Linked DNA regions of Mus musculus: regions 2, 3, 4, 5, 6 and 7 are each linked to region 1. Evidence: chromatin contacts called from public Hi-C, HiCAR-type, capture Hi-C and promoter capture Hi-C data. All regions are on one chromosome and are shown on one strand. The core of a region is the stretch at or near the end of the contact, and the rest is flanking DNA. Distances in the headings are between cores, read along the strand shown.

Evidence for each region. Promoter capture Hi-C pulls out the DNA fragments that hold promoters and counts their contacts. A called contact is a pair of places that touch in the nucleus more often than the background predicts. HiCAR-type assays count read pairs that join an accessible place to other places. Capture Hi-C pulls out chosen DNA fragments and counts their contacts.
Region 2: a Hi-C map of B cells shows a contact between it and region 1, with 9 read pairs. The contact joins the promoter of Tapbp here to the promoter of Zfp952 in region 1. A contact is called at or near these places in 3 of 39 promoter capture datasets (cranial neural crest, embryonic stem cells and pre-B cells), 2 of 484 Hi-C or Micro-C datasets (B cells and embryonic stem cells) and 2 of 115 datasets of contacts at active chromatin or transcription factors (embryonic stem cells and stem cell-derived neural progenitor cells).
Region 3: a HiCAR-type map of astrocytes shows a contact between it and region 1, with 3 times the contacts expected there. The contact joins the promoter of Cd320 here to the promoter of Zfp952 in region 1. A contact is called at or near these places in 5 of 39 promoter capture datasets (the C10 cell line, cranial neural crest, hippocampal neurons and 1 more) and 2 of 115 datasets of contacts at active chromatin or transcription factors (astrocytes and pro-B cells).
Region 4: a contact with region 1 is called in a capture Hi-C map of embryonic stem cells, with 3 times the contacts expected there. The contact joins the promoter of Kank3 here to the promoter of Zfp952 in region 1. A contact is called at or near these places in 5 of 39 promoter capture datasets (embryonic stem cells, hippocampal neurons, pre-B cells and 2 more), 1 of 15 datasets of contacts at CTCF or cohesin (pro-B cells), 6 of 115 datasets of contacts at active chromatin or transcription factors (the 230-238 cell line, embryonic limb bud, embryonic stem cells and 2 more) and 1 of 9 other capture datasets (embryonic stem cells).
Region 5: a promoter capture Hi-C map of embryonic stem cells shows a contact between it and region 1, with 3 times the contacts expected there. The contact joins the promoter of Angptl4 here to the promoter of Zfp952 in region 1. A contact is called at or near these places in 6 of 39 promoter capture datasets (cranial neural crest, embryonic stem cells, hippocampal neurons and 3 more) and 4 of 115 datasets of contacts at active chromatin or transcription factors (the 230-238 cell line, astrocytes, large pre-B cells and 1 more).
Region 6: a promoter capture Hi-C map of second pharyngeal arch cranial neural crest shows a contact between it and region 1. The contact joins the promoter of Marchf2 here to the promoter of Zfp952 in region 1. A contact is called at or near these places in 12 of 39 promoter capture datasets (the 3T3-L1 cell line, the HPC-7 cell line, cranial neural crest and 8 more) and 1 of 115 datasets of contacts at active chromatin or transcription factors (large pre-B cells).
Region 7: a contact with region 1 is called in a promoter capture Hi-C map of the SN4741 cell line, with 4 times the contacts expected there. The contact joins the promoter of Hnrnpm here to the promoter of Zfp952 in region 1. A contact is called at or near these places in 10 of 39 promoter capture datasets (the 3T3-L1 cell line, 3T3-L1-derived adipocytes, the C10 cell line and 5 more), 1 of 484 Hi-C or Micro-C datasets (B cells) and 4 of 115 datasets of contacts at active chromatin or transcription factors (T-cell acute lymphoblastic leukemia, embryonic forebrain, large pre-B cells and 1 more).

The regions. Positions count from the first base shown.
Region 1 is chr17:32,991,103-32,995,405 of GRCm38.p6, forward strand. It overlaps Zfp952 (zinc finger protein 952), which reads left to right and starts at 2,037. Exons shown (of 4, transcript NM_001045559.1): 1 at 2,037-2,156. The coding sequence starts at 2,136.
Region 2 is chr17:33,917,275-33,921,577 of GRCm38.p6, forward strand. It overlaps Tapbp (TAP binding protein), which reads left to right and starts at 2,204. Exons shown (of 8, transcript NM_009318.2): 1 at 2,204-2,450; 2 at 2,597-2,776; 3 at 2,975-3,235. The coding sequence starts at 2,414. Zbtb22 (zinc finger and BTB domain containing 22) reads left to right here. Exons shown (of 2, transcript NM_020625.3): 2 at 1-2,051. The coding sequence ends at 1,525. Gm19412 (predicted gene, 19412) reads right to left here and starts at 3,222. Exons shown (of 2, transcript NR_168019.1): 1 at 2,796-3,222; 2 at 2,015-2,352.
Region 3 is chr17:33,840,726-33,845,028 of GRCm38.p6, forward strand. It overlaps Cd320 (CD320 antigen), which reads left to right and starts at 2,366. Exons shown (of 5, transcript NM_019421.3): 1 at 2,366-2,566. The coding sequence starts at 2,446.
Region 4 is chr17:33,807,958-33,812,260 of GRCm38.p6, forward strand. Kank3 (KN motif and ankyrin repeat domains 3) reads left to right here and starts at 2,566. Exons shown (of 11, transcript NM_030697.3): 1 at 2,566-2,608.
Region 5 is chr17:33,779,415-33,783,717 of GRCm38.p6, forward strand. It overlaps Angptl4 (angiopoietin-like 4), which reads right to left and starts at 2,161. Exons shown (of 7, transcript NM_020581.2): 1 at 1,649-2,161; 2 at 1,369-1,479; 3 at 1,116-1,233. The coding sequence starts at 1,978.
Region 6 is chr17:33,716,668-33,720,970 of GRCm38.p6, forward strand. Marchf2 (membrane associated ring-CH-type finger 2) reads right to left here and starts at 2,010. Exons shown (of 5, transcript NM_001252480.1): 1 at 1,879-2,010.
Region 7 is chr17:33,683,044-33,687,346 of GRCm38.p6, forward strand. It overlaps Hnrnpm (heterogeneous nuclear ribonucleoprotein M), which reads right to left and starts at 2,415. Exons shown (of 16, transcript NM_029804.3): 1 at 2,224-2,415. The coding sequence starts at 2,336. It also overlaps a transcript of Marchf2 not described here.

The DNA.
Region 1 (4,303 bases), core at 787-3,286:
ACCTTATTAGGTGCACAAAAGGAGTTTGATACAATTCAAAACTCAATGATAAAATTTCTGGAGAGACGAGAGATTTAAGGGACATACCTCAATATGATCAAAGCAATTTACAGCAAGCACACAGTCAACATCATCCTAAACTTTTAGAAACTCAAAGCATTTCCACTAAAATCAGGCCTAACCTACGCAGTGGTAGCACATGCCTTTAATCCCAGCACTTGGGAGGCAGAGGCAGGCAGATCTCTGAGTTCGAGCCAGCCTGGTCTACAAAGTGAGTTCCATGACAGGCAAGGCTGCATATAAAAACCCTGTCTTGAAAAATCTAAACCAAAGGCAAAACCCATAACTTGAGTGTGGATGACACTTTCCCCCTTGTGACTATTAAGGCATTGGAAGGTCAGTCTCCTGGTAGAGAAAGTAGTGGAAGACATGGAGAGCTTCCAGAGTGAATGTTCGGTGTCTCTGGCTCATTATGACCTGTAAGGAGACAGTTGTCTGAGTCCAGTAGTCTTAAGGACAACTTCTCCATCTTACTGGTTGGGTCAAACTGAGTTCATGTTCCCAGGCCCAGGAACCAACTCTGATTCTGTTGTTTCACATGCTTCTTGCTTGTCTGATAACCAGTAAAGAATATATAAAAAAAAAAAAAAAAAAAGAAGTTGCCTGTTAAGGAAACTAAGGTACACACGCCATAAATCTATACACTGATTGCCTGTCATGACCTAACTGATTACATGCAGCTTGCCCACCCCTTTGCACCCTTATCATTTTGAGTTACAGGCCAAATGTCCAGGATTTCAAGGACATTGAAACTGGGTGGCCCCAGATAAGGCCCAGTCGCCAATGTGCATCACCTTCCTGACTGACTGCTCCCAGTCAGGGGCAGAGCCACAATGGAAACTCCTTTGTTCAACCCATTGTGTCAAAATATGAGTGGACGGGCTGGAGAGATGGCTCAGCGGTTAAGAGCACTGACTGCTCTTCTGAAGATCCTGAGTTCAATTCCCAGCAACCGCATGGTGGCTCACAACCATCCGTAAGGAGATCTGGCGCCCTCTTCTGGAATGTCTGAAGACAGCTACAATGTACTTACATGTAATAAATAAATCTTTAAAAAAAAATATGAGTGGACAATGCTACAGCCCACCCGGCTTCCCCCTGAACTTGTGGTTTCATCCTTTAATATGCTATACTATTTCCCTTCAGGTATGCAGTAGAGATCCCGAGCTGGCTACCTCTCTGTGTACTCAGAGAATAAAACTTTCATTTTAAGCTGCTGTCTTTGAAATCAATTTTCTTGGCTTCTCCCCGAACCTAACAGATCCACTGTGAAGCTCTTGGTCCAAAATCAGTGTTGATCTGGGAGGCTGAGACCATTTTACATTCCTGAATATAGAGGATTTCCTTGGGCAAAGAAACCTTTTTGGCTGACGTCCAAAGGCTGCTTTTCAGACCTGTTGAATCCTTTGTAGAAAACTTCGGGTGTGCAATTCCATTTTTCTCCAGACAATTTATAGTTGAATTCATTGTTGATATGTTTTAATTTTCTTGGCAGAAAACGGGTATATTGAAACACAAGGTTTGCGAAAGCTTTAGCTTAACCTCCCCAAATCTTGAGCTTGCATGTCAGGTCCTCTTTTTTTCCCTATGCCCCCAGATTGACATAGGGACTCTTCCTAAGGAAAAGTCTTGGGTTTTCTCCTTGGGGTACTGACACTAGAGGCTCCACTGTAAAGCTGTAGCATTAGTTCTTTAGGGGATAGGGTGTGTAGTTGGAAAACGCATGCACTAAGAATCCTGCTGAATGTTTCCTTAAATGCCACAAAACTTCAGGTTGCGCCAGGTTTGTTCTAGTGAAGAGCAAGCTAAAAGGGTCATGAGTGACAACTGTGATTTTAGCTGCAGCGGTACTCAGAAAGGCTGATTTCTTTTTAATTAAGCTCGTAGGAGGCAGGGGGAGTTATTCACCAATCAACGGCGCTGTTATTCCCCTGTCCAATAAGAAGCGCAGATAATCGAAGGGTTCCTCACTTGCTACCATCTTGAAGCCGGTGCAGCTGCGGGAAGAGTCGTGTCAACTCTTCTTCGGTTACTGTCACTTCTTCTAATTTCAGGCTCCTTGGAGAGGACACAGTATGCATCAAAAGCAGAGAATGGTGAGTGTGTCACGGGCTCCTGGCTTCGAGGATGGCAGATCTGTGACACTGCCAGGAGACCAGGGTCCAGTTCTGTCCCTTCACTACGAAACGGGTTTCATGCCAGTCCTTTCAGTGTGGGTCCATGCCTCGAACTTACACCTCTGCAGAATTTGCAGCGCTGGTAGATTGGTGATGCTGAACGCAAACTGCGTTTTGAACGACAGAGGGTGTGTGAGCGCTGTTGCGGGTCTTTCTGCCCTTGCACTTTCGTTTGCCCTGCTGTAGTTTTCCTCCGTGATCACGGTGTGTTTTTCTTTCGTTTTCTTTATTTTTTTCAGCTGTTGGGGGTCCCCCCAAAACAAAACACAAGCAGGCACAAGAGTCCAGCAAAGCAAGATCTTTATTTTAATTAAGCAGAAAAACCTGACCGGTCAGGGACAATAGCATAGACCCCGTCCCGGAAGGAAAATTGCACAGCATATTTCGGATGAGACCTCAGAGCAAAGGGGAGTGGAGTGAGTGGGCTGTAGCGTTGTCCAGCCGTATTTTGACATAAGGGGTTGGGCAAGGGAGTCGCCAATGTGATTTTGATGACTCCTGCGGCTTGTCACAGGAAAGGGGTAAAGGAATCATTGGTGATGAAGCCTCCCCTGGGCCACCTGGTTTCAAGGCTTTTTTCTCAGAATCTTGGTGGTCAGGCCTCATCCTGGACATTTGGTGAGTAACTCAAAATGATGAGGGGCAAAGGAGCTGGTTCCTGGGCCTGGGAACACGGACTCAGTTTGTTTCTGTCAGCAGGATAGTGAAGCTGTCCTTGAGATGCGTGGATTCAGACAACTGTCTCCTTACAGTAGGGCCAGTTGAACCCGAGGCTTTATTTATGTTAGGCAAAGGCTCCTTGTTGTGTAGAGGGCATTTTTCTCCATTGGAAATCTATTTCAACCTCGCTTTTGAGCTCTCTTTTGAATAATAATGCTGGTCAAAATAGTTAAAAGTGGAAATATGGAAAAATGGGGGGAAAGCCTGAGGGAAGGGATTCATGTAGCTGTAATTTGGTTTTCCTTGGTGGGTTTCTCCGAACAGAAAGAATTAGGAGAGTTCGTCAATTAGTCTTTAATTGGAATACAGTTCTTGGAAGAAATATTAAATCTTTGGTGTTTTTGCCTTCAACTACTTGTTCTATGTAGATAGTAATCTCTGACCATCAAGAAAGTCGGGGATGATCAGCCTGACACAAAGGCACCATTTATTTTTTTCCTTGAAATGGTTGAAACTGTTTTTGACTTTTCCTGCTGCCTGTGTATCTGCATGTAGAGTTCTCAGCTACCTCTCCAGCACTGTGTCTGCCTGCGTGCCACCATGCTGCCCACTCTAACAATGGACTAAAGCTCTGAAACTTCTTGCACGTGGCAGAGAGACACCGGCTACTTAAGAATGTTGCCGATCACTTCTCTGACTTTTGGGTAAGCCCAAGTTCAGAATGCTGCCTTGGAGGAAGTAATGAGACGGCTTATTCTGAGCTAAAAATGAGTGACATCTGCCCTGAAGCAACCCAAGTTTTTGTGGATAATGTGTCCCATCATTAAAGAGGTTCTACATACTTTTATAGCCAAACAAAGTCCTAAACTGAGATCCTTGACAAATGTCTTCCTGGGAGTTTAGATGGCAAAGCTCTGCAGAGCGAGAAGCTGTGCCTTATCCAGCTTTTATCTCAGATCATCCAGAGATCCGACGAGCAGTGCACGCACGAGATGCTTGCCTTCTATCAAGAGGGGGTGTTAGGTGACATCCAGAGTTTGAAAGCAAGTGGATATGCCTCGCTTGGCCTGCAATCCCAGACTTTAGGAGGCAGGGCTAGAAGATCAGGAGTTCAAGGTTATCTTCATCGACCCTAGGCTACTGAAGCCCCTCTCAAAAATCAAAACAACAACAACAAAAAAAATGTATTCTTAGTAAAAAACAACTTTGCTTCAAAGAAAACATTTTTTGAGTTTGAGTTTTGAGTGTAGTAACATTTTAAAAAATGATTCCTGTTAAGTGTGAATGATACTTTGTATTACCACCCGGCTAGGGTGTACTGTGAGGTCCAAGGACAATGCTCTGTGGTTATTTTTCTCCTTTCCACTTTGATGTCATTAGGCTTGCTTTGCAAATTCTCTTAAAAG
Region 2 (4,303 bases), core at 954-3,453, 930 kb after region 1:
GTCGGTCCTCCAGATGTGGCACATTGTGGATAAGTGCACTGAACTCCTTCGGGAGGGTCGATCCGCAGCCACTACAACCACTGTCACTACTGCTGCAGCCCCCTCTGTCTCTGTCCCTTGTGCCAGTGTCCCATCAGGGAATGGGGGCACTGTCGCCCCTGCCACCGTAGGCTCTGTCCGTTCCCATACCTCCAGCAGGGCCAGTGAGAATCAGTCTCCCAGCAGTAGCAACTACTTCAGCCCCCGGGAGTCGACTGATTTCTCCTCTACCTCCCAGGATGCATTTGTGGCCTCAGCAGCAGGTAGTGGGAACCGTCGGGATGGTGGCCCGGTGTTCCCAGCCCCTGTGGTTGGCAGTGCGGGTACCACCTCCGGGAAGTTGCTGCTGGAGGCCGATGAGCTATGCGATGACGGTGGGGATGGGAGAGGGGCCGTGGCCCCCGGGGCTGGGCTCCGGAGGTCTAACTGCATGCCTGCCAGTGCAGTGCCACAGAAACACTGGGTGTATGTGAAGCAAGCTAGAAATTGCCCTGCACCAGCCTCCCTGGTCCACCAAGACCCCGATCTAGAAGATGAGGAAGAGGAGGAAGATCTGGTGTTGACTTGTGAGGATGATGAGGATGAAGAAATGGGAGGCGGCTCTGGGGTTCCTGCAGGGGGAGAGCCCGAGGCTACCCTCAGTATCAGTGATGTTCGGACCTTGACCGAGCCTGCAGACAAGGGGGAAGAGCAGGTCAACTTCTGTGAATCCTCCAATGACTTTGGCCCCTATGAGGGTGGGGGCGCTGGGGCAGGGCTTGATGACCCCGGAGGACCCACCCCTTCCTCCTATGCCCTCACCCACCCTCCACGACCCCTCCTTCCATTGGATGTGCCGGGCAACCAGATCTTGGTTTTCCCATCCTCCTCTTCACAGGCTCCAGGCCAGCCACCAGGGAACACAGCTGAGCACGGGGCAGTGACCCTCGGGGGCACCTCTGCGGTGGGGCTGGGCATACCAAGTGGCTCTGGTGGGGCTCCTGGAGGGACAGGCAACAGCGACGGGAATAAGATCTTTCTGTGCCACTGTGGGAAGGCTTTCTCACATAAGAGCATGCGGGACCGGCACGTGAATATGCATCTCAACCTGCGACCCTTTGACTGCCCCGTGTGCAACAAAAAGTTCAAGATGAAACACCACCTGACCGAGCACATGAAGACACACACGGGCCTCAAGCCGTACGAATGCAGTGTCTGCGCCAAGAAGTTCATGTGGCGGGACAGTTTCATGCGTCACCGGGGACACTGTGAGCGTCGGCACCGGATGGGTGTGGGTGGGGTCGGATCTGGACCGGGTCCTGGACCTGGACCCGGGACACCTTCTGGGCCAGCATTGCAACCCAAGAGGGAGTCTTCCACAGTGGGTGGGGGCAGTGGCGATGAGGCAAATTCGGCCACGCCCCCGTCCCATAGGCGTGTCTGGTCCCCACCCAGCGTGCACAAAGTGGAGATGGATTTCAGTGGGGGTGGAGGTGCAGCACACTGAAGAGCAGGCAATTGGGGAGCTTAGTCTAAGAGCAATGGCTCCCGGGGTTTCCCCCACCAAACAGTCTTCCCTTACCTCGGTGGACTTGTATATATTCTAGAGAAGGGCGTGGGTTGCACCGTCGCCAGCCCGTTCCATTCCTCAGCCCCTTCCTCGAGATCTCTGGAACTAAGCTGTGTTTTTGCTTTTCCCCTGAGCACACCAGAGCCCCACCTTCACGGAGTAGTGCCAACAAGGTGGGGGAATGGAAAAGGGACCTTTTGAGCATCCTAGAGTCACAGAGCCAACAGTCAGGTTGTGCTAGTTTGTGCCTGAAGTCTGTGTTTGTGTTGTGGGACAAGGCCTTTGAGTCTTAACGATTGTCCTTTCTCCTCTTGAAGGATACGCCCCTTATTTCTGTACTACCCCACCCTTGCCATGGGGATCCCAAATTGGGTTGTCATGAAAGTGGGTGGACACAAGGTGGGAGCCGCGTAGTATAGGTCTTAATTTTTAACGGTGATTAAAATATTTATTGGTCACTTCACTTGGCTTCCCAACACCCCTCTGTTTGCTGGGACCTGGCACAGGTCTGGGAACGCGGGAGTGTGGTTTTAAGGGAGGTGGCGCGGAGAGGGCACAGCAGGAGGGCGGAGTCTAGGCTGATAAAGGGCTCAAAGTTGGCGCAGTCCGGTGAGCCAAGGGGGTGGGTGCAGGGCGAGGAGTGGCTGGAGAGCTACAGACAGGGTTTCGGCAACTCTGTTTGGCCCCTGTGGGCGGCGTTCCTCCAACGCGCAGTCACGCCCTCACCTGACCAGATCGGGGAATTTCCAGTTCCTCACCCCAGCCTTAGAAGGAAAATGAAAGTGAAAGGGGAAGAAAAGACTTGGTAGGAGAGATCGTAGCACCATGAAGCCTCTGCTCCTGCTCGTCGCTGTGGCACTGGGTGAGCAGACCCCATTTCTTCTTGTTTAGGAATAGACACACTGGGAAGGAGAGGGAGGAGGTCCCATGGCGGGTCTGAAGGGGCGGGCCGGTCGCCGGTCGCCGGACATCCTATGGCCCTCTGGTCACCGGAGCCCCTCTCCCCAGGCCTAGCGACCGTCGTCTCCGTCGTCTCGGCTGGACCAGAGGCGATCGAGTGCTGGTTCGTGGAGGATGCAGGTGGGGGTGGCCTGTCTAAGAAACCTGCCACACTGCTACTGCGCCATGGACCCAGGGGACCGCCGCCCCGGCCAGATCTTGACCCAAAGCTATACTTCAAGGTGGATGGTGAGTCTTCGGGACTTACCTGCATCTGTCGCCTCCTCTTAGCTCACGCAGGGACGCTGGGCCTCAGTTTTCCCTTTTGTAAATACGTTTGGATGCTCTCTAAGTCGTTCACTACTTTGCTAGTTTGTGCCTTCCGGCCTGTGTGTAGTCAGCACATTTCCAGTCCGGGCTACCGTTACACCCTTTTCGGTTCTGCAGACCCGGCGGGAATGCTCCTGGCCGCCTTCAGGCGGTACCCCGCAGGCGCCTCCGCCCCACACTGCGAGATGAGCCGCTTCATCCCGTTCCCTGCCTCGGCGAAGTGGGCTAGAAGTCTGAGTCCGGAGCAGAACTGCCCGCGGGCCCTGGACGGGGATTGGCTGCTGGTCAGCGTATCCAGCACTCTCTTCAGCCTCTCCAGCCTGCTGCGACCACAGCCGGAGCCTCTGCGGGAGCCTGTCGTCATCACCATGGCAACAGGTAGCCGCCGAGAGGCGCGCGAGATGGATGGGTAGTTTTTAAGGATCTAGATGGGCCAGTTCGGCGACTCGCCAAGAGGTTTGAATGGGTCATTTCTTCAACTGGGGATCAGTATATATTCTTTTGTTAAGGGAAGGGAGTTGGTTAGATTTTATCTTCACCCTTCATTGTAGGCTGAGAGTAAAATTGAAACCTACTGTGGTTTGGGGGCGGGACTTTGCAGAGGCGGTCATGGTGTCGGTTTCCAGATCCCAGAGTTTGAGAAACTCATAAGGTTAGGCGTCCCGAAACCCAAATTTTTTCTGCACCCATCCTAGGTTTCAAAAATCACACTTTGAGTCTCTTCAAAGCGCACTAGAGACTAGGGACAGTCAGCCCAGCAAGGAACCTCTTGCCAAGGCTCTCGGCCACGGTCTTTAGTGCCTCAACAGTGGCCTCTAGTGGGCAGAACGGTGGCTTGTGCACAGGTGCGGTTCTGCCGCTTGAGTTCCCAGAGATCCACCCACCACTTTGCTGTGCTGGACAGGGGAAGGGGCACTCTATGGGGTAGATCTGTCTTGAATGTCCTGAATGTTTGCTTTTCTCTCTGGACACCACCTAACAGGTAGATAGAATCGTCATTGGCTTTCCCCATTTCTGGTGCTTTTATGCAAATATTCTCACCGAACTCAGTCCTTTGCCTTCATCATTTGAAGTCTCCAAATGGGGACAGTCTGAAACTCCACTGGCACCTCTACTCTTAGCTCCACCCTGTGCAGGCCCTTTGTGGGGACAGTAGTTCTCTTGAAACCACCTGCCCTCACACTGCTGGTCTTCATGTGGGATGGTGTTGGCTACCTTTTGCCCTATGGGTCGTTTTTTTCCAACTGTAAGAAGTAGGATCTATTTTGCCAGCTACTTTTATTTGTGGCATTGAAGCAAGGCCCTGTGCAGCTATGTGCTGGTCCAATAAATGTTATTAGCACCAAGAAAAAGTTAGGACCCTGAGGTCCCCAGATCGACCTCCAGATAACTAGCAAAGAACCTACTGAAAGCTTGGGCTTGGGAATCACAGTGTATGGGGTGGCC
Region 3 (4,303 bases), core at 1,116-3,615, 850 kb after region 1:
CCATCCCGAAATAATATTTCTTCCATGCCTGGGCCAAAAACTTGCTCTGTCCCAGGCCAACCCTGAACTCAAATGTCTGCTTTTGTAAGCATAAACAAACAAACAAACAAACTTAGCTGGGTGGGCTATCCTTTGATCACCACTCCCCACGTCTCTTTATCTCCCGAGTATCTTTCTGACAAGTCGGCTCCCAGCACAACTGCTTTTGTTCCTTTAGATTAGTGAAGCTCATATAATTCATATTGCATCCTTATTTTTTGAGAAATTAAATATTTTTGAACTCTTTTTTTAAAGTTCTTTCTCACAGGCCTAAGCTGTTCCTAAGATCCTAATGTTTACCATTTTGCTGAGACATTAGCCACACCTTGGCCTCCTGCACTCTTGCTGTCTCTGATTATCATGGAGTTATTAACTTTAACAGGGAGGACATTCCTTGAAGGAGGAATGTAATATACATAGTTATACAAACAAGCCTTAAGCTCTGCACTCATGGAGGCCTATGCCTGATGGCCGTGTCCCAGGGGCAGGTAGCACCCTACCAAGATCCTGATCCTCAAAAGTAGGATGATCTGGGGGGTGGGTATGGGGGACCTTTGGGATAGCATTGAAAATGTAAACGAGGAAAATACCTAATTTAAAAAAAAAATGGGAATGGGTGGGGGGAGGGGGGGACTTTTGGGATAGCATTGGAAATGTAATTGAGGAAAATACATAATAAAAAAAAAAAAAGAGGAAAAAAAAATGTAGGATGATCCCCACCCTCCCCTGGGCTGTCTTACTTACCTCTGTCTGCATCCCTCTCTGCCTGAATACCATTGCCTTCTCCAGAAATTGGTGAGGCTTACACAGTACACTCCAAAAGTAGTCATAACCTCTAACATTTACGGTGGTAGAGAGGCCATCCATCCACAAGCAGCACCATTTGTGTGAAAGTCTGGACTTCTATGTAGCCTTCTGGTCTACATTCTGGGAAACTTAGCCATTTGAAGGTTAGTGACTTGCCTTCCAGCCTTGTTGGGAGGTAGTGTCATAGATTCTTTTTTTTTTTTTTTTTTTTTTTTTCTTTTTGGTTTTTCGAGACAGGGTTTCTCTGTGTAGCCCTGCTGTCCTGGAACTCACTTTGTAGACCAGGCTGGCCTTGAACTCAGAAATCCACCTGCCTCTGCCTCCCGAGTGCTGGGATTAAAGGCATGCGCCTCCACGCCCGGCCAGTGTCGTGGAATCTTAAGGTAGAGCTATGGAAAACGTAATGTGAAGAATAAAACACTAAGCTGGTACATGACTATATCCCCAATACTTCGGAGGCCAAAGCAAGAGAGAGGATCACTAGTTTCAGGCCAGCTTGGGTTACCTCAGACCAGCAGAAACCACAACATCACTAGCCACATTGGATAAGCTGACTCAATGCATTCAACTGTGGAAGTGGGATGAGAAAACCCAAGGCTGCCAATCTGTATCAATTACAATTAATACAATTGTAGTATCAATCTACCAGGCCCATGTTAGAATAAATGTTTCTCAAGTGTGTGAGAACTAGAAGTTAATGAGGTTGGGATGGGAACCAAGGAGATGGTCAGTCCAGGTTCGAAGCCAGTAACTGTTCACTCATTTGATCATTCCATCATTCCCTCACTATTTTCGCCATTCATCAAAGGAAACCAACATCCTGGTTCGCCTGCAGCTGGCATTCTAGGGGGCAATCAAGACAATAAAGCTAAAATAAGTAAAATCCTTAGGTGGCACAAAGGAGGGACCTGCTGGGGAGTGTTCACAGGGTGTGGCTGCCATATTCATTGGGACCATTGGGCAGTGATATTTGCAGTAGGCTACATGTGAAGTTTAGGTCAAAATTGCTAAGTTCATTTATATCCCTAGAAGGTTTATTTTTATTTTTGGTTTTTTGAGACAGGGTTTCTCTTTGTAGCCCCCGGTGTCCTGGAACTTACTCGGTAGACCAGGCTGGCCTGGAACTCAGAAATCTGCCTGTCTTTGCCTCCCAAGTGCTGGGATTTAAGGCGTACACCACCACTGTTCAGCAGAAGTTTATTATTTCAAGTTAATGTGGTTATTTTCATGGAACTGGGGATTAAACCTAGAGCCTCCTGAATACTACTAGGCAAGTGCTCTACTACTGAACTACTCCCCGAATTCCTGTTTTTTATTCTGAGGTAGGGTCTCCTTTAATAGCCTAGGTTGGCTTTGTTCTTCCTCAGCCTGTAGAATATCTGGGAGTTACAGGCCTAGGTCACCAAACACATTAGGTTTTACTGCTAGGAAGAAGCCAGGAGGAGCCCTAAAATCAAAGTACCCTTGTATTCGGGTACTTACGGTCGCAGGCTTGCTTGCGCCACTCCCCCCTGCCTTTGTGTGCGCGTGCGCGAGAATCAGCGCGTCCTTCTGACTGAGCGGCTGCGGCTGGAGCGGAGCAGTTCGGCTAGCTGTTGGATGGCGCGGGGCGGAGCTGGGCGGGCAGTGGCCCTGGGCCTGGTGCTGCGGCTCCTCTTTGGTCTCAGAACAGGCCTAGAGGCCGCTCCGGCTCCGGCCCATACCCGGGTCCAAGTCTCCGGTGAGTGAACCCCCGTTTCTACACCGCTTTTGATCCCGCCTCCACGCGCTGGCATCGCCTCACTATTGGCTGCGCCGCCCATCGGTCGTTGACACTCCCCCAGCACGCGTGTTTGGCTTTAGCGTGGGTAGAGTGGAGAGAATCGGCCCTCTGTGCGTGCAGAGGGGACCGCCACATGGGTGCCTTCTCCTGTGTTCTGCTCAGCTTCCTCCCTTATTCCTGCGCTGTCCCTAAGTCACCTCCAAGCCGTCCTTCAGCTCAATGTGGGCTGGAAGGCTTTTGTTTCTGATTTTGACCTCTCACCACGCAGGGCTGGTCACCCGGTACCTTCTTGCAGCAGGTATGCCTTCCCGAAACCTTCAGCCCTGAGGCTGCAGTTCTGTGGCTGTTCTTTCAGCACCCAGAGCTTCAGTTTTTCCTTGTATTCCTGCCTCAGAGAATGGAAGGAAGAGCCCTGGAGTGTATTTCCCCTGTGAACCCCAATCTTGGCCAGGAACCTGTCCCGGGCAGGACGAGGAGGCCCGATTGTGACCACTGGCCACTACTGACCATCCACTCTGTATGAGAATAGGTCTTAACTGTTTCAAGGTTTTTTTGGTTTGTTTGTTTTTGTTTCTGTTTTTAGGTTTTTATTATGTTTTGATTTTTTTTTTTTTTTTCCAAACAGGGTCTCACTTTATAGCTCTGGCTGTCTGCAACTTGCTATATAGACTAGGCTGGGCTTGAACTCCTAGAGATCCACCTCCCAAGTACTGGGATTAAAGGCAGGCACTAGTTCCCCTTTTTTTGAGACAGGGACTTACTATATAACACAGGCTGGACTGCTGTTTTCAACTTGTGCCTTAGGCTCCCCAGCACAGGGATTATTAGGTATGGACCATTGTATTTGGCTGTTTATGGATCTGTACCCATAAACTACCCCTCCTCCCACTTTCGGCTGTTTTGTAGCTCCAAGCAGTCTTCTTGTTCCAGCATCCCAGGAGCTGGACTTACTATTGAGCAACATTAAGTCTGGCCTTAGTATTCCTCTTTTACAGATGAGGACATAGACTGGGAGGAGGAATCATGGGTCATCCTGACTCCTGTCTGATTAATTGCCCCCAAGAGGTATAGGGTCTGCTCTGCTCTGGGCCCATTCCAAGAAAATACAGAGTCAGGAAGAGAAGGTCTGAGTTGGCAGGACTGTGAGTTGTTAGGCATGGAGAGGAGGCTATGCTGGGCAGGAAGGGGTGGTGGCCAGGGCTTGTATTCAGTTCTTCAGCTCTCTGGAGCTTCTGAACTGTGTGGTATGCAGGTATAATTGCGTTTGACTACAAGGAGAGGGAGGGAGGGGTCTTGGAGGCTCTGGCTCTGTGTGTGAGGTAGGAAGCTCTAAAGGCTCCCTCCTGTCTTTGTTCATTCCTTCCTGCTGGCCCAAGTACCAGGTCTCTTCACTGCCTGCCCCTCTTGATCAGCAAACAGCCCCGGCTTCCCTGGAAAGGCTTAGGTTTTATCTGGGTCAATGTGGACCCTCACATGACTTGTTCACACACTGTCAGGCACTAGACATGGCCATGAGGCCACGTCCCTGACTTTCACTGAGAGTGTTCAGTCAATAGGAATATGGATGTTACTAGTTAGGGACTGTTGTTTGTGGGAGGCAGAGCTTCCTGGGGAACATGAGACACTGCCCAAGATATAAACTAAGATCTGAAAGCTGAAGAAGAATCACACCTATAGAGTGGAAGGACAAGGTGG
Region 4 (4,303 bases), core at 1,316-3,815, 820 kb after region 1:
TCCTCTCTAGCCTTTCTTCTCTCTCTCCCTTTCCCCTTCTCTCCTCTTGGCCATGGCCAGTCTCTCTCTCTCTCTTTCTACCTTCTCTCTTTCCCCCTGCCTTTCTACAATAAAGCTCTAAAACCATGGACTGTCTCTGTTCATCAAGGCTGTGCAGACTCTTGCCTGTGTGGGAACCTCTCTCTCTCAGCCCTCTCTCCCATAACCCCGGGGCTACAGGGTGTTGTCCTGGGGCCCTGGTCGGGGCTGCCCCTTGTCTACCACCCGTAGAGTGGGGTCAGTGGCTTAGATGCCCATCTGGGGCCCAGTGGAAAGCGTCTGGCAGTCCTCCCGCGTCTGCCTGCCCAGAGCAAAGGAGGAACTCTGGCCGGACGTGGGCTATCCTCCCTTCCCCGCTTCACCTACCCCTTTTAGTTCCCACAAAAACTAAAACAAACTAAAAACCCAACCCCTTGCCCAAAACTGGGAACAAACAAACCTCCCTGGTATCCCGCCAACTTATTTCTTGCTGACATATCTAGTTCAAGGTCCCAGTGAGGGAGTTTTATACTTCTTATCTTTGCCTGGAGTATCCTCCTTTTAAGTGTCACCTTGAAAGCTGCCTTCCACAACGTTTCCCCTAAACCCTAAATTCTCCATTCAGTACAGATGAGGGTCTTGCATCTCTTTTTCAGAGTACTCATTACTCCTTCACAGAACCTTGGCTTGAACAAGGCGCAGAGATCTCAGTGATTCCCTTGCCTGACACAAAATCAGCTAGTTATGTTAGGAGGAAAAAACAAACAAGCAAATTGTAGTAGCTTTTGATCAGATCATAACTCCAAATGGGTTAAAGTTAAATGTTTAAATGTACTTTTTTTTTTTTTTTTTTTTCGAGACAGGGTTTCTCTGTGTAGCCCTGGTTGTCCTGGAACTCACTCTGTAGACCAGGCTGGCCTCGAACTCAGAAATCCACCTGCCTCTGCTTTTTTTGTTGTTGTTGTTAAATGTACTTTTAAAACTTTTTTTTTTTTCTTTCTTCTAGACAGAGTTTCTCTGTATAGCTCAGGCTGTCCTGGAACTCAGAAATCCACCTGCCTCTGCTTTTTCTGTTGTTGTTGTTGTTAAATGTACTTTTAAAACTTTTTTTTTTTCTTTCTTCTAGACAGGGTTTCTCTGTATAGCACTGGCTGTCCTGGAACTCACTCTGTGGTCCAGGCTGGTCTCAAACTCAGAAATCTGCCTGTCTCTGCCTCCCAAGTGCTGGGATTAAAGGTGTGCACCACCACTGCCCAGCTAAAAAGTTTTATTGATATATGGTATGTATGTGCATAGGTTGATGTATATAGCACACTATGGAGATCTGAAGACAACTTGTAGGAGTTGGGTCTTTCTTTGCATTACATGGTCCTAGGGATGAAACACAGATCGTCAAGTTTGGCAGCAAGAACCTTTACATGCTAAGTCATCTCACTGACCTTCACAAATGTAATTTTAATTTATTTCTGTGACAATTTTTTGATCTATAATCTCAGTATGTTTATAAGTACACCTGTATGTGTCTATTATATTTACATTATTTTCATCTGTCTATCTGTCTCTGTCTGTCTGTCTTCCTACCTATCTATTGTGATAGGTGCGCTAGACAAGTTCTGTACCATTGAGTTAGATATCTCCAGTAGAGCAGACATTTATTAAGTAACTAGTGTATGCCTGAGGCAGTGGATAAAAAGTTTCCTGATCCTAAAATGTCTAGTAGGGGTGATGATAGTAACCTTGCCTTTCTACTAATGAAAATTGCTATTTAGTTAATAAACCATTGCTATGGCAATGATAATGACTAGGGAAAGGCTGTGCTAAGGATTCTGTTTGTTTTTTGTTTTGTTTTCTTGTGGCACATAGATTTCAGGGGCACATAGATTGAACACTTAGAAATATAGGAAAGTATCACATATAGATAATATTTCTTTTTTTTTTTTTTTTTTTTTAAAGATTTATTTATTTATTATATGTAAGTACACTGTAGCTGTCTTCAGACACTCCAGAAGAGGGCATCAGATCTTGTTACAGATGGTTGTGAGCCACCATGTGGTTGCTGGGATTTGAACTCCGGACCTTCGGAAGAGCAGTCGGGTGCTCTTACCCACTGAGCCATCTCACCAGCCCCCAGATAATATTTCTTAAAGTGGCACAATATATGCAAAGTTCCTGCGGTGGACAAGATCCAGGCTCTTACGACTTCAACAAGACAGTAGGAATTAAACTCGTTATATAAATCCCATTAGAATAGTTTGCTTAGATTTTTCCTGTAGCTCCCTACTGTCCTGTGAATGAAACCTCTTTTCTTACTCCTGAACCAGGCAGGATTTAGAGGTAGCTGGCTGAGCAGCATCCCACTGCCCTGCTCTGATCTTCTCAGATTCTACTGTAGGCCCGCCCTCAGGCGGGTCCCCACCCTGCCCCCGCCCAGATGGCTCACTCTGTCTTACAATTGGATAGTTCGGTTAGATTCGTGCTCTGGTTGGCTGAAAAAGCCGTCAGTTAGGGGTGAAAGCCTTGATAACCCGTGCGGAGCTTCGAGGGGGCGGGCTCGGGTGCGGTGCGGGCGCTGCCGGGGCTTCTCATTCAGGTAAAGTCAACCACGCGAGTCCTGGAGGGGAACAGTGGACCCAAGTGTCCGGGAGGGGTGTGATGCTTTTAGCCCCCTTCTATGGGTTCTGTGCGTTGCAACGGGGTGGGCGCCGTGTCCTGTAATGGTGACCATTTGGACATTGGGAGCCTCAGGTGGTTTAAAGCCGACCGGAGAGGGGGGACCCTAGATTATTAGGCAGATCGCCACCACATGGCCATCCAGGACCTAACCAGAGGAACTTGTGCGCATTTTAGTCTCCTAGATGCCTTAGGGGACCCTTCCCCAGAGTTGGCTTGAAGACCTGGGAATGGGTTTCTTGCAGTGGGGTGGAGTGGGCGGATGGTACGGAAACGGTGTTGGAGGGAGGAACGGATGTCCCCCACTCCCCGGACCTACTGACAATAGCAGCGGATGGAACCGCCCAGCGGTTTTTCCTGTAGGAAACTGCCCTGTCTTTTCTAAGCGGACTTGGTTCTGTATGTTTGGGGAGGTGTGTGTGTGTGTGTGTGTGTGTGATGATTCAAGGACCCCTTGTCCTGCCATCATCTAGCTCTTTCCCCCATCCTGCGTTTGAGAATCCTATCCCAACATGAAGGGCTCCCACCTAGAGCCTTATCAGTAAGACATAACTTCTTCAGGACCTCGGGTATGCATGCTCTGTGTCCTGTCCTTCAGGTTTCCTGATGACAGCTCTCCTGATCACAGCTCTCTAGACTGATCGCAGCTCTGTGTCCCGAAATAGTCCCAGGGCTGGGTGTGGGGGCGTGTGGCTTCAGCTCTGACAGCCTAATGAGGGGGTCTCAGGCAGGGGATCCGGATTTAACTTTGATAGCCAGGCAGTGTGGGAGATATGAGGGCAGCTACACGCCCTACTCCGGGAGGCATTGGCTTGTGTAGCAGTCTAATGTTGGCTTGCCCCACCACACTCCTTACTCCCAAGGCTGGAACTGACAGCTGTGAGCTGGGAGGGTGATATGTGGCCTGGGTTCCCTGCAGTTTCTAGGGGAGCAAAAGGGAATCTTTCCAAAAGCGCCTATTATCCTAGTTACCTGAGAGGTCCAGGTAGGATGATTAAAAGTTGAAGGCGCCGGGCGTGGTGGCGCATGCCTTTAATCCCAGCACAGGCAGAGGCAGGCAGATTTCTGAGTTCGAGGGCAGCCTGGTCTACAAAGTGAGTTCCAGGACAGCCAGGGCTATAAAGAGAAACGCTGTCTCGAAGAAAAAAAAAAAAAAAAGAAAAGAAAGTTGAAGGCCTGCCTGAGAGCTGCAGAGTGAGTTCAACGCCTGTTTAAACAATTGAGTAAAGGGGTCAGTGAGATGGATTGGCCAGTAAAGGTACTTGATCAGGGAATGACATCCTTGTTGCATCCCTGGGATTTACTCGTGTAAGGAGAGAACTGACTCTATAGAGCTGCCCTCTGCCCTCCACTCTCACCCCATGGCATCCTTGCACCCACCCACCCTTCCACCTCCTACATAAAATAAATAAAATGTAAAAAAAAAAAATTAAAAAGGGGTTAGTGGTGTAGCTTAAAACTCACCTAGCTTCTGTCAGTGGGGCTGAGGGCAAAAAAAAAAAAAAAAAAAAAAAAGCATTCATTTGGGCGTAGTGGTACATACCTGAAATCCTAGCATTCCAGAAGCAGAGACAGGGGAATCTCTTTTTAGAGGCCATCCTGATTAGCAAATTTC
Region 5 (4,303 bases), core at 911-3,410, 790 kb after region 1:
GCAGCTAGCTCCCTTTCCCCTACTTTCCTCTCATCCAATCGGGACAGGCACACTGCCAAACCACCCATGTGGTTCCCATTAGGGCCAGCTGTTTGTCTCTCCAGCTCTGAACTTTCCTCTACTTGGCTAGGCTGAGTCTGGGAGTTCCAAAGCCACAAAACCACCCCCTCAGCTCTTCTCTTCCACCACATCACCCATCCAGAACCTATGCCTGCCGACCCTGGAAAAGCTCATCCATGACCCTCGCCATGCCTAGGTACTTGCCTAAGTAAAAGCCAGGGGAGGAATTAAGTCTAAGGAGGATTGGGCTGAAAGCCAGCAAGCAGCCTTAGGGTGTGAAGGGGATATCCAAACTTTCACCTAGTTGGCTGTGGAGAGCCACAGATGTCAAGAAGGGTGAACGAATAGGCATGAACTCAGGGTTGGAACTGGGAGCCTCTGACTCTGTGCCCCCCATCCCCCACCCGCCCATCCCGCACTGCGTAGCTCCACACACACTTCAATTTGAAACAAAGTATTGGGCATGGACATCCACAATCTAAGACCTAGAAATTGTGATCGAAACTGTTATGTATATATGTGTATGTGACTGGATGGAAGCATACAGGACAAAGGATCTGTATCTGTAAGATGTAAGAGGATGTGTCTAGTCTAGGAGCCGGGGTGGGGGTGTGCTTACTCTGGTTTTCCCTTTTATAGTTACATCAAGAGATGTTGGAGGGTTCCAAACCTCGGGAACGCACACACATCCACACACAGCCCTGGATTCCTTTGCATGATGTCCCTGAGCTACACCACCATCTCCCAGAACCCCTGAAACTTTAGCTCCTTATGATCTGCCTTCCTCTACTTGTTCTGGTTAACGGCTAATAAGATTTTGGGAAGATTCTTGCTGGGAAAGAATGGTGGGGTGGTCTGGCCAAGCAGGATCATAAGTGAAGAGGGTGCAATATATAAAAATACCCTTGATGAGAGCCTAGTGAGCCCACAGGAACCCAAGGCCAGAATCTCTTTCTTTCCTATTAAGGTGGACCTGACAAGAAGGCTAAGGATTGGAATGGCAAGTGGGGTGGTTGGGGAGTTGCCAGATGACAGCAAAGACCAGAGATACTCACTGTGTAAGTGGGTGGCGTTGGGAGTCAAGCCAATGAGCTGGGTCATCTTGGGAAGCCTCTTTCCCCTCGAAGTCTTGTCTACTCCATTGTCTAGGTGCGTGGGGGCCAAGAGGTCTATCTAAGACCGGGCAGGAAACGGGTGGTTAGATCTTTTGACTCATGCCATAACAACTGCTTAGCCACATTTCATCACTACATTTCACCCCCACTTTGTTTCCTCTTTCCCATTTGGGCCAATTGCTGGGGTAATTACCTGGCTCTGAAGATTCTGTATTCTCAGATTCTGCTTTGATAGGTATCTCTGCTGCTGGGCCACCTTCTGGAACAATTGCTGGATCTTGCTGTTTTGAGCCTTGAGCTGAGTCTGAAGATATGCAAGGCTAGTGAAGACCTGGCTTTATGTCGGCAACCTCCTCTTATTCACCCTCCCTTCTACCCTTTCACAGTCTGCTCTGAGGCCCTTCTCCACCCAGGTCCTGGAGTACTAGACTCGTTAGTCTAAGTAGAGTCAGAGTCCTAGTAGATGCGCCTACCTGCAAACTCTGCAGAGTCTCAGGAGTCTGGCCTTCAGGGACTCTATCCTCGGAGTCTTTGAAGGGTGCATCTTTTCCCTTGGGCCCCTGACAAGCGTTACCACAGGCAGCCATGCGGCGCTCCAGCGCGCCCAGCTGCCCACGGGTGCGCTCCACGTGTTCGCGCAGCCCATGGCCGAGCTGTAGCAGCCCGTGAGCCAGCAAGTTCATCTCGTCCCAGGATGCAAAGCGCGGTGGCTCTGGCTGTGCAGGGCGCCCTTGCGCGCTCAAAAGCCCCGCAGTAGCCGCGCATAGCACCAGGGCAGCGCCTGCTGTCGGAGCGCAGCGCATGATTCTGGGGGTGGCCTTGGGTGCAGCAACGCTAGGACTCCGGAACGCAGGAGTTCAAGACCCAGCAGCTGGAGTTCTGGGGGAGCCGGCTCAGACTTAGACTTGCTCTGGTGCAGAAGAAGATCTGGAGCCCGTAGCTCATAAGCGTTTCACGGTTGCACCTAAAGCCCCACTTTATAAAGCGGGTGTGGGAGTGGGAGGGAGAGCATTGGAGGCGGGGCCCGGGGGCGGAGCGAGTGGCCAAGTTTTAGGGTGCAATGCCACAGGCTTTGTAGTTACGAGTGTGTGTGTGTGGCGTGTGTGTGTGTGTGTGTGTGTGTGTGTGTGTGTGTGTGTATGAAGAGTTCTTGGGGATGGCTGCTTCGCCTTCCTTGCGACCTAATAAGCGACGTGACTGTCTGTGCACTGCATGGTTCATCCTAAGGCCGGAAATTCCCAGCCCTAGCCCGCATCCCAGCCCGGTTCAATGGAGGAAAGGGCGTACAAATCAGGACGTAGATGCCTTCTTTTTTTTTTTTCCCCTTCCCGCTACGTGGATGCCTTCTTGACTGACCCCTTCTCAAGTCAAAAGCAAAGTAGGGCAGAGTTACGTGGCAGAAAGTTCTCTCCCTGGTAGGCTGAGTTCAGATGGCAAGTGGGGGATTACAGAACCTTGCTCTCTGCCTCTTAGAGGCTTCCTGAGATCTTTAATCCACAGACCAGGCGGAACCCCTGCCCCCACTCTCACTTCCACCACCTTTCTGGCTCCCACGCTCTTTCCAGCTCAAGCATTCGTCATTGCAGATGTGTTTGTGAGGATCACTAACACCCTTGTTCAATTAGTCACCTCTTCCTGGCCAAATAGTCAATAGCTGGGATTTCTGTCTACATTGTAGAGATTGCAACCCTAGGCTTCCTCCTGTTGCCTGTCCTCCACCACCAGGGGTCTTGGTGTCCAGGAATTTACCTGCGTTAAAGGAGGATCAGTGTCTGAGGACAGACCTGTCATCCCAGCTCTTGGGGCATGGAGCAGAAGAGTGTGGAATTCATCTTGAGCTACACAAGTGAGTTTAAGAGAGCCTGGGCTACTCTGAGCCAGGTCTCCAAACAACAACAGCAACAACAAAACTGGTGGCACGCACCTGTAAACCCATCACGCAGGACACAGGGGAATAGTACAAGCTACAAGCTAGCCTGCTCTACATAGTAAGTTACAGACCAGTCAACGCTGAAACAGCAAGACCTTGTTTCAAAACAAAACAAAAACAATTCATAGTTATGCATACTTTAACTCCCAGCACTGCAGAGCAAGAAGCAATTGGAGGAAGCTCTGTGAGTTTGAGGTCAGCCTGGTCTACATAGTGAAGTTCCAGGCCATCCAGGAAGAAGACCTTGTCACAAAACAACAACAACAACAACTAAAAAAGCCAGGAGGAACTGGAAATCTATCTTACCAGTTAAGAGCATTTACATCTTTTGCAGGGGATCTAAGTCCAACAGCTCACAGTCACCTATAATTCCAGCTCCAGGAGCTATGGTGACTTTGACCTCCTCAGGCACTCACACACATGCACACAATTTAAAACAGTCATTTAAACATTTAAAAAGCAGGCTGGAGAGATGGTTCAGCAGTTAAGAGTACTGACTGCTCTTCCAAAGGTCCTGAGTTAATTCCCAGCAACCACATGGTGGCTTACAACCATCTGTAATAGGATCTGATACCCTCTTCCGGTGTGTCTGAAGACAGCTACAATGTACTCATATAAATAAAATAAATACATCTTTTTTAAAAAAAATTTAAAAAGCAAACAATCTAGAGAACATCAGCAAAGATTTCCCTTCCACACCCATCCATTCATTCACTCATTCCATACAGCCTAGATCCTGTACTGAGTTTTTTAGTTTGTGTATAAATCCTACCTTTGAGCAGGGGAGAGGGACAAGGCAGAGACAAAAGAGGACTGGGGTGGGGCAGACAGCTTTCCTTGTTTATGCTGCCTGGTTAAGTTTTTATTCAACAAGTTTGCATTGGTGTTCCTTTTTCTGACAGTTCCCCTGAAGCCTGGCACAGAAAACCTGTCTGACAAGAAGACCCTTAGGGCAAATTGACTGAAAAACCCCCAAGTTGAGTCAGCAGGGCTGGGAGCCAGCAGCAAACCTCTGGAATCTGAAACTGCATGCCTCAAGGCTGACATGCAGGCCACTGCTTGTACACTTGACCAGCTGGGCCTTTTGCCAGGCTGATCCCAGCAGCAGTGACAGGCAGACAGGAAGAGTAGGCAGAAAACCCTCAACAAGGGATGAATTCATACATCCACCATCTGTTCTCTCCAAACATCAGCCTTT
Region 6 (4,303 bases), core at 760-3,259, 730 kb after region 1:
TCCAGAGATTTCCTTCTTTCTCTCTTTTACTCTTTCTTTCTTTGTGTTTAAAGTCTGGTAAGATGGTTCCGTGGGAAAAGGTACATGCCACCACCAACTCTGATGACTTGAGTTTAATCCTCAGAACCCAACCAGTAGGAGGAACTAACTCCCAAAGCTGTCTTCTGAGCGCTACATATGCTACCATGGGTGAGGGCTCACAAACTCACACATACACAAAACCAAACAAATGGATAAATGTTAAAAACACAATTGTGGGCTAGAGAAATGGGCCAGCAGTTAAGACTATTTACTGCCCTTGCAGAGACCCAGGTTTGGTTCCCAGTACCCATGTGGTAGCTCACAACTGCCTGTGACTCCAGTTCTGGGGAATCCAGCACTTTCTTCTGACCTCTGAGGGCTCTTACATAATACACATAAATTCACAGAGGCACACATACATTTAAAAAAAAAATGGTATGGTGGCACACAAGCTTAGTCCCAGCACCTGGAAGGCAGAGGCAATCCAATCTCTAAGTCAGCCTGTTCTCCGTAAGGAGTTCCAGGACAGCCAAGGCTACAGAGTAAGACCTCAAAAATAAAAGAACTAAACAATACCAAAGTTACACTAAATAACCCAGCGGAACCTTGAAGTCTTCCTGCCTCAGCCTCCAGAGCACCTGACCTAACAGGCCTGTACCACCATGCTCCATGCCCTAGGCACTTTATTCTGCCTCTGTCACTGATACTGTATGTCTTGATTCAAGTTAATTTGCTTTTCTGGGCCTCATCCATCTCTTTCTTACTTTAGGGTGTGTGTGTGTGTGTGTGTGTGTGTGTGTTGTTTTTCTTGGCAGTACTGAGATAAAACAAGGGCCTAGTGCATGCTAGGCAAGTACTGAGCTAGACCCCCAGTCCAGAAACTAAGTTCTAATCCCAGAAGCTCTACTTCCTATTTGCTGTATGGCCTTGGGCAACAGCTTTAACTTCCCTGAACTTCAATTTACTCATTTAGATGAAAGGAATTACTTTTAATACTTCTACCTAGTATGTTTCCCACTAACCACATTAATTCTGACTACAGAGTTTTTTTAAAAGTGTTTTCCCCAGGCATGGTGGCGCACACCTTTAATCCTGGCACTCGGGAGGCAGAGGCAGGCGGATTTCTGAGTTCGAGGCTAGCCTGGTCTACAAAGTGAGTTCCAGGACAGCCAGGGCTATACAGAGAAACCCTGTCTCGAAAAACAAAACAAAACAAAAAAAGTGTTTTCAATTATATTTATTTTGCTTGTATTTTTGCATATGTATGTGGTGTATATTCATGCAAGGGTGTGTCTATGGAGTCCAAATGACAACTTTCTGTTGTCAGTTTTTCTTTCACCATATGAGACCTCAAGACTGAACTCAGACAACAAGCACCTTGACCAGCTGAGCTATCTTGGCAGTCCCTGACTACTGTTTGAAAAACAACATTTTCAGTACAGTGCACTGAGTAGCTTTTTGTGAAGCGCCCCAACTCTTTATAATGTTAATAATCACCCAAACAGAACCGTTATGAAGAGGGTTTCAGAGTGACATTAGTCACTTATTGACCTCCTACTGTATGCCAGGCGCTTTTCTCATCAGCCATTTCCTAAATCATGTTGGCTCCGAGATGACCCACTTTTCCTAGATGGGGAAACCGAGGCTCACAGAGGTTTCTCCTGCGTGGCGAGGCTCGGAGACCTCTCACCAACCTTGAAATGATAATTGAGGTGCCTGCGTCCTGAGCAGGGCTAAGTAAGGCCAAGGGTAGCGCCCTATCTGTCCCGCTCGAGTACTCAGCCGGAGGCTCGAACCCGGAACCTGGGAAACCTGCCTACATACTCGGGTCAGGCCCATTCGCTGTTCCGTGCCTACCTGTTCCGCGGCCGGGCCGGGCGACCGCGCAGGCCCCTCGGTTCTCCCTGGCCCGGGTCCCGGCCCGGCCCGGCCCGTCAGCAGCGGCTTGCTCCGGCTCCGGCGAGCACCTGCGTCCGGGCACCGCCCGCCGAGCAGACAGCACGGCGAACCAATGAAGACTGCCTCTGAGTATCATCTGCCAATCAGCATACACGCCCCGCCCAAGAAGGTGGGGCCTTCAAAATACGGGACGTCCTGGGCGGTCCAGGCCCCGCGGCGCCGCAGCTTCTGACTCCGCCCCTGCTGCGTTCTGGCTCCACCCCCAAAATGGACCCCGCCTCATCCCAGCTCCTCCCCCATCCCAATCTCTGGCTGTAGACTTGCTGCCAGAGCCTGGAGCAGAACAAAGGCGAGCTTAAGTAAACAACTTCACACTTGCCAAATAACTTCTTTCCGCCTTCTTCTCCGCTCCCCCCGGCCCCCGTTTGTTTGTTTGTTTGTTTGTTTGTTTGTTTGTTTGTTGTGTTTTTTAAAGACAGTTTTAATGTAGATCAGGCTAACCTCGTACTCACTCTGTAGCCAAGGATAACCTCTCTGATCCTCTGGCCTCCACCTTCCCAGTTCTATCGGGAGCTAGAATGGAATGAAGTTTTTCTTCCGTGCTAGGCACAAACAGTGTGAACTGAGCTACATTTTTATCACACTTACCAATCCTAGGGTGGCTATGATCACATTTTGCAGAAGGAAATCCGCCCAAAGGGGTTAGAGTTCTGTGGAGGAAACTAAAGCCATCATCATTTACTCATCAATTATTCAAGCAAGACATACATTCAAAAAATGGAGCAACAGATGGTAGAAAGAGCTGTTGAGATAGATCAGCGGGCAAGAGCTCTTGCATGGCAAACATGAGGATCTGAGTTAAAATCCCCAGCATCCACATAAAAGAGCTGAATAGGGCCTCGAACTCCTGTAACCTCAGTGCTGTAGATGGTGTAAACAGGAAGATGGCTGGGGTTTGCTGTCTGCCAATCTAGCACTGGTTTCAGTGAGAGAACACTTAGCAGTACTTGCCTAGCATACACAAAGCCCTGGGCTTGGTCATACATGCCTATAATCCCAGCACCCAGGAAGTTCAAGGTCACCCTCAACTACACAGAAAGCAAGGCCAACCATATGAAGGAAAACCAAAAAGATCAAAATTCTGTAGGAAGCATTATTATGGTCCAGGCATGTGCAAGACCCTGGGGACACATTAACTAATATAAATATTGTGAGACAAACATTAGCGGTTTTTAATCATTGTGTTTGCTTATTTGTTAGAGACAGGTCTTACTGTGTAGCCCAGGTCCTGCCTCACCCTCACAAGCGTAAGATTATAGGCATATGCCACCACAGCCCCACGTTATTAGTATGAATTATTATTCTTACAATGCCTGTGATGGAGCCAGCAGCCTGATACATTAGGTAGGTGCTCCACCACTGAGCCACACCTTAAGCTTCATGGTGGTGGTGGTGGTTATGGTGATGCTGATTTGGTTTGGTTTGGGTTGGGTTTTTGATAGAGGGTTTCCTAAAGCCCAGTGTGGCTTTGAAGTGGATATACAGACAAGGATGACCTGGAAATCCCGCTTCCAAGTTCTAAGTGTGGGCATGCCTGGCATGAGTCACCACGCCCGGCTTTAGTAACATTTTTTTTAATTTGCCCACAGAATATGAACATATAAGAAACAATGTAGAATCACTTTTGTTCAGTTCCAACAGCAACAGTAAAAAGAAGTTTAAAAAGTTAGATGTGCTGGCACAGGCCTTGAAGACCAGCCGTCAGAGACAGAAACAGGCAAATCTCTATGAATTGTAGATTCTGTGAGGTAGGCCAGCCTACTTGACACAGCCATAGTGAGACCTCCTGTCAGCAGAAAAAGAAAAAAAAAAAGCATAAAACTCAGAAATTATAAATCAGGAGTATTTCGCTCACCCATGCCTCGTAACTATCATAACAAAAATTACTATTGAAGACACTGAGACTTGACAAAAATGTTTATTCAAGGACATTTGCTGAACAATTTTTGCACTTTCTCAGACTGATATCACTCTTGTTATTGTTCACCATCTCCAAGGATATCTCCTTCTCATTTCACTCTTACAGTATTCCCCTTGCCTCTACCTCTCCGAAATGTACTTAGTCTGCAGTGGTACACATCTTGCCATCTTGTAGCTCTCCATTATCTGTCTTTCTTTATTTTTGCTTTGTTGTTCTTAGCTGAGACAGGATCTCAGGTATCCTAGGCTGGCCTCCAATTTGTTGTGTAGCCAAAGAGGGTTGCTCTTGCCTTTATCTCCTGAGGGCTGGGATGGCAGGTCTCCATCGCCACTCTGGAACCCCTGGCTTTATGCATGCTACGCAAGCACTCCGCCAACTGAGCAAAAGTCCCAGCCCTGTCTT
Region 7 (4,303 bases), core at 1,165-3,664, 690 kb after region 1:
AACTGTACCATAGGACCGTGTTCTATTAAAAATGCAATCTTTCATATAGAAAGGCTCTAGCGGCATTGCATTCTATATATAGGAAATAATTTTTTGCCCCTGCAACAGGGTTTCTTTGTGTAGCCCTGGTTGTCCTGGGCTCTGTAGACCAAGCTGGCCTTGAACTCAGATAATCACCTGCCTCTGCCTCCCAAGTGCTGTGATTAAAGGCATGCATTACCACTCTGGACAGAAATTAACTTCCTTAAAGCTTTTTAAATAAGGCCCTCTGAAATCCTAGAAAGTGAACCAGACGTGGTAGTACACACCTGTAATTCCAGCAACTGGGTGGAGGTGACAGAAGCAGAGGCGTTGTTCTGAATTCAAAGCCATCACAGTCTACACTGTAGACTCTACAGTTTGCCCAGGCATCTAACTCAAAAACTGAAAACAACAAAGACTAGAAGAGGGAATCTGATCCTACAAGGCATCTCTATGACAAAAGCTGAAAAATCTGAACATGAGACTAACTAAAGGTGCTCAAGTGTAGCTCAGAGGTAAGAGTGCTTGTCTAGCATCCTCAAGACCCCGAGTTCCCAAGAGGATGGAAGGGAAAGTTAAAAATGAGCACACTCCTAAGCTGAGCCTTTCTGGTAGTAAAGAGAGGCCTCTTTATCCTTTTAGTACTATGGGGTGAACCCCAGGACCTTGTGCATCTTGAGTAACTACTCTATTAATGGGCTATAATCTACACACTCATACACGACAGGCAAGTACTTATGTAGCTTAGGCAAATCTTGAGCCGAATCAGCTCTGGAACTCACGCAGCCTCTCCAGTGCTGAATAACACACAAGAACCAGTTAACCAATGGTGTTTTACTTCTCCCTAACTAAGATAAAAGATATGAAATTTCCTCCAGTAACAAAATAGCCATTACTTGGTAAATGCTTCACTAACAAGTGTTTTAAGTACTCTCAACTCCCAGAGTCCTAAAACTTCCCACCTTATACATTTGATGGAAAACAAAAATTCAGAGACATGGGCTGCTGATTTTAGAACCAAAATGTTTCTCCAGACCTCCTCAAGCTGATATATTAGTATATCAGTATGAGGAGAGTTTCACAGGAGCAGAATCTTATGGTTTCCTCCTTGAAGAAAACTTTTTAGGGCTCAGAAAGACCACCCTGTGGTCTGATATTAGGAATCGAATCTAGGGACTTTGGAGTGCCAGGTTATTGCTATGTTTTCATCCCTCTTTTTGAGAGTTAGGGTCTAGCTCAATTTCCCAATGACTAAATGGCAACCTAGACTGAACTCACTCTATATAGTCTGGCCACACTTTGCACTCTGGATCCTGCAGCTTCCCACTCCTCCCAAAAGGCTGGGACTCCTCAGGCCATGCTAGGACACTTATAATAACGAATCAAGGTCCCTAGACAGATCTCCAAGCAGGATTCCAAAAAAGGGATGATGACGTCTGTCTATTTTAATTTCTGAAACCCCGAAGTGGTGCCTCTACCCGAACACTTTAGGTCTGTTGCTAAGGATGAACACTGAGCAAGCAAAGACCATTTCTCCCATTGGTACCAACTGCACTTTAGGAAGTAGGACTATAAAGAGGGGAAAGAACTCCAGCCCAGGAGCCCGGGTCCGGGGCCATTCTAATGGAAGAAGCACTTCTTGCAGAATGAGGGTAACACCGGTGTCTCGGAACCCCGCAACAAGAGTCATGTCGACACCTTCCGGGTCGCGCCGCCGACCGTACACGTGACACCTCGCACGCGCAAGCCTCCCGCCCCTAACTTCTCAGATCTGAGAAACTGAGACAGAATACTTCCACTACTATGGATTGTATGCTGAAGGGTTGAAACTACACAGTCTTAATGGTTCAACCCTCGAGACCCCAGTGAGAGGTGCTGCGGGCCCTGATCTCCCGCAGCCCGCGCGCCATCACTGCTCTGAGAATAAAATACCAGGCCACAGGCCTGAGGCCTCGACGACGCGCTCAGACAGCCAGGAGGCTGAGGCAGCGGAGGCAAGCGCTGTCGGCAGGGGGCGATCCATTAGGCTCTCCTGGCTTCGTCGTCGTCACAGCCTTGGCCGCCCCCAACTCTCGGCAGGGAAAAGGCCTGCGCAGACGCCGCGCCGCCGTGGGAGAAGAGAAAGCGGCCCACAGACCTAACGGAGCTGCGAAGTAACCTGGCTGGAGTTAGAGAAGGATCAATTGCTGTTAGACTACTCACCCCTTCGGGCCCGGAGCTCCGTTGCCGCTCGGCACGCAGGGCGCGCCGCTCTCTTCCTCCATTTTGGGTTCTGTCGCCGCCACTTCGGCTGCCGCTTCGACCCCTGCCGCCATTTTCTCCGCGTCTGGGCTTTGTGTGAGGGAGCGGGCTCTGTCGAGCTGCGCCTGCGCGCTCACGTGACCCCGAACGACCAGTAACGCCTCCTTGTGCGGCGACCGGCTCCCGCTTCCTGCTCGCCTCGGGTCACGCCCCCTGGACGTCAGGCCACGCCTCCTCCAGTGGCAGGCCTCACTTCCCGATGTCCGCAGATACAGTTGGGTTGTGGGACAGGGGGAGAGATATGTGTCGCTCATTCGAACTTACAATACGAGCGCACATACGGACCTAGTCGGTCCAGCTTACTTTATATTTTTCCGTTTTGTTTTACTCATTAGCTTTCTTTTTTGAGGCAGGGTCTCACTATGTAGCCCTCCAGCCTCTCCCTACCTACCAAGTGCAGGAAATAAAGGCAAGCACCACCACGCCTGGCCTTTTCTTTCTTTTTCTTTTTTCAGCAACTTCATATATGTATATCATGTATTTTGCGCTTGCTTGGGGTTTTGCTGTTGTTGTTGAGACAGTTTCTAGCCAATACTGGCCTTGAATGTCTGAGCTGCCGCCTACACCTCTTGAGTGCTAGAATGATAGGCCAGAGGAACCAGGCTAATCAGTGCTAGGAATTGAACCCAGTGATTTGAACATGCTAGCAGTCTATCAACTTCAATCCCTGACCCTATACTGTTCTTTTATCATATTCACCTACCATTGCCCTTTTATTTCCCGCATTTCCACTGTACCTTCTTTCCAACAAGTTCCTCCATGTACCTCCTTGTCTTTGTTTTATGACCTACTGAGTTGGGTTTGCTTGCAAGAGCATAGATTAGGGGTTGATTTATTGGGGCAACTAAATAGGTGGCTACAACACTGAGGAAAATGACACCTCTTTCCTCCAGCATCTACTACCAATAGATCTTCAGGGAAGGGTGAAGCCTCCCAAGGCTCCCCCACCCCAACATGATGAGGTTCTATCTTGTGCAAGTAACCACAACTGCTTTGACAATGTCCGTGGCATGTCAAGGAGAGATCAGCTTTCCTTAAATGGAGAAAAAATATAAAAATTATGTTGGCAGGAATTATTTTTATTGGGGGGGGGATGGAGGGGGAATGATTGAATACAGGCTTTGAGCATGCCATGGCTGGCATGTGGGAATTGATTTTCTCTTTCCAGTAATCAAATTTAGGTTGTCAAACTTGGCAGCAAACATCTTTACCCACTAAGACAGAGCCAACCCTGCATGCAGAATTCTTGACAGGTTAATATCAAACTAAAACTCTCCATGTAATTCAAAGCATTAGAAGAGATGTATAACAGAAACCTCCCTCCCACCCTTTTCCGACTCCTCTTTTCCCCTTCTTTCCCCTCCCTCCCTCCTATTCTATCTCTCCTTACGGCACCACCCTGACACCATTTCCTGGGACCCTACATTCCAAAGTTATGATGAGAAATAGGTACCAAGCTTGGTAGGCCAGAAGAGTGAAGATGCTTGTGTGTTTTTACATAAATTTTTTTTTTATGGATATCAGTTCACCAGTCACCCAAGGCCTGATCACATCAGCTCTGTTCCTCAATCATATTGTTCCAGTCACGAAGTCTCCCAACCTGCTCTTCCTATGGGCCAGATTCCAGCCTCTGAGTCTTTACTTTCTGAAAAATTGACTTCCCCTTGAGTTTCCAGTCAGGGCAGCAAGATACTACCATGCATGAGCCTGTGTACTAGGCAAGAGATGGGTGCAGAAAACAACAGGGAAGACCAGACTGTACTGGACCCACTGGGATGATGAGACTGCTTTTCTGAGGCTCAATTTGCTCATCTGGAAGTAGGGTTAATGAAAGACTCCTGCCAGACAGTAGTAGTACACACCTTTAATTCCAGCACTTGGGGGTCAGAGTAGGTGGATCTCTGTGACTTTGAGGCCAGCCTAATTTACAGAGTAAGTTCCAGGACAGCCAGGGCTACACAGAGAAACCCTGTCTCAAAAA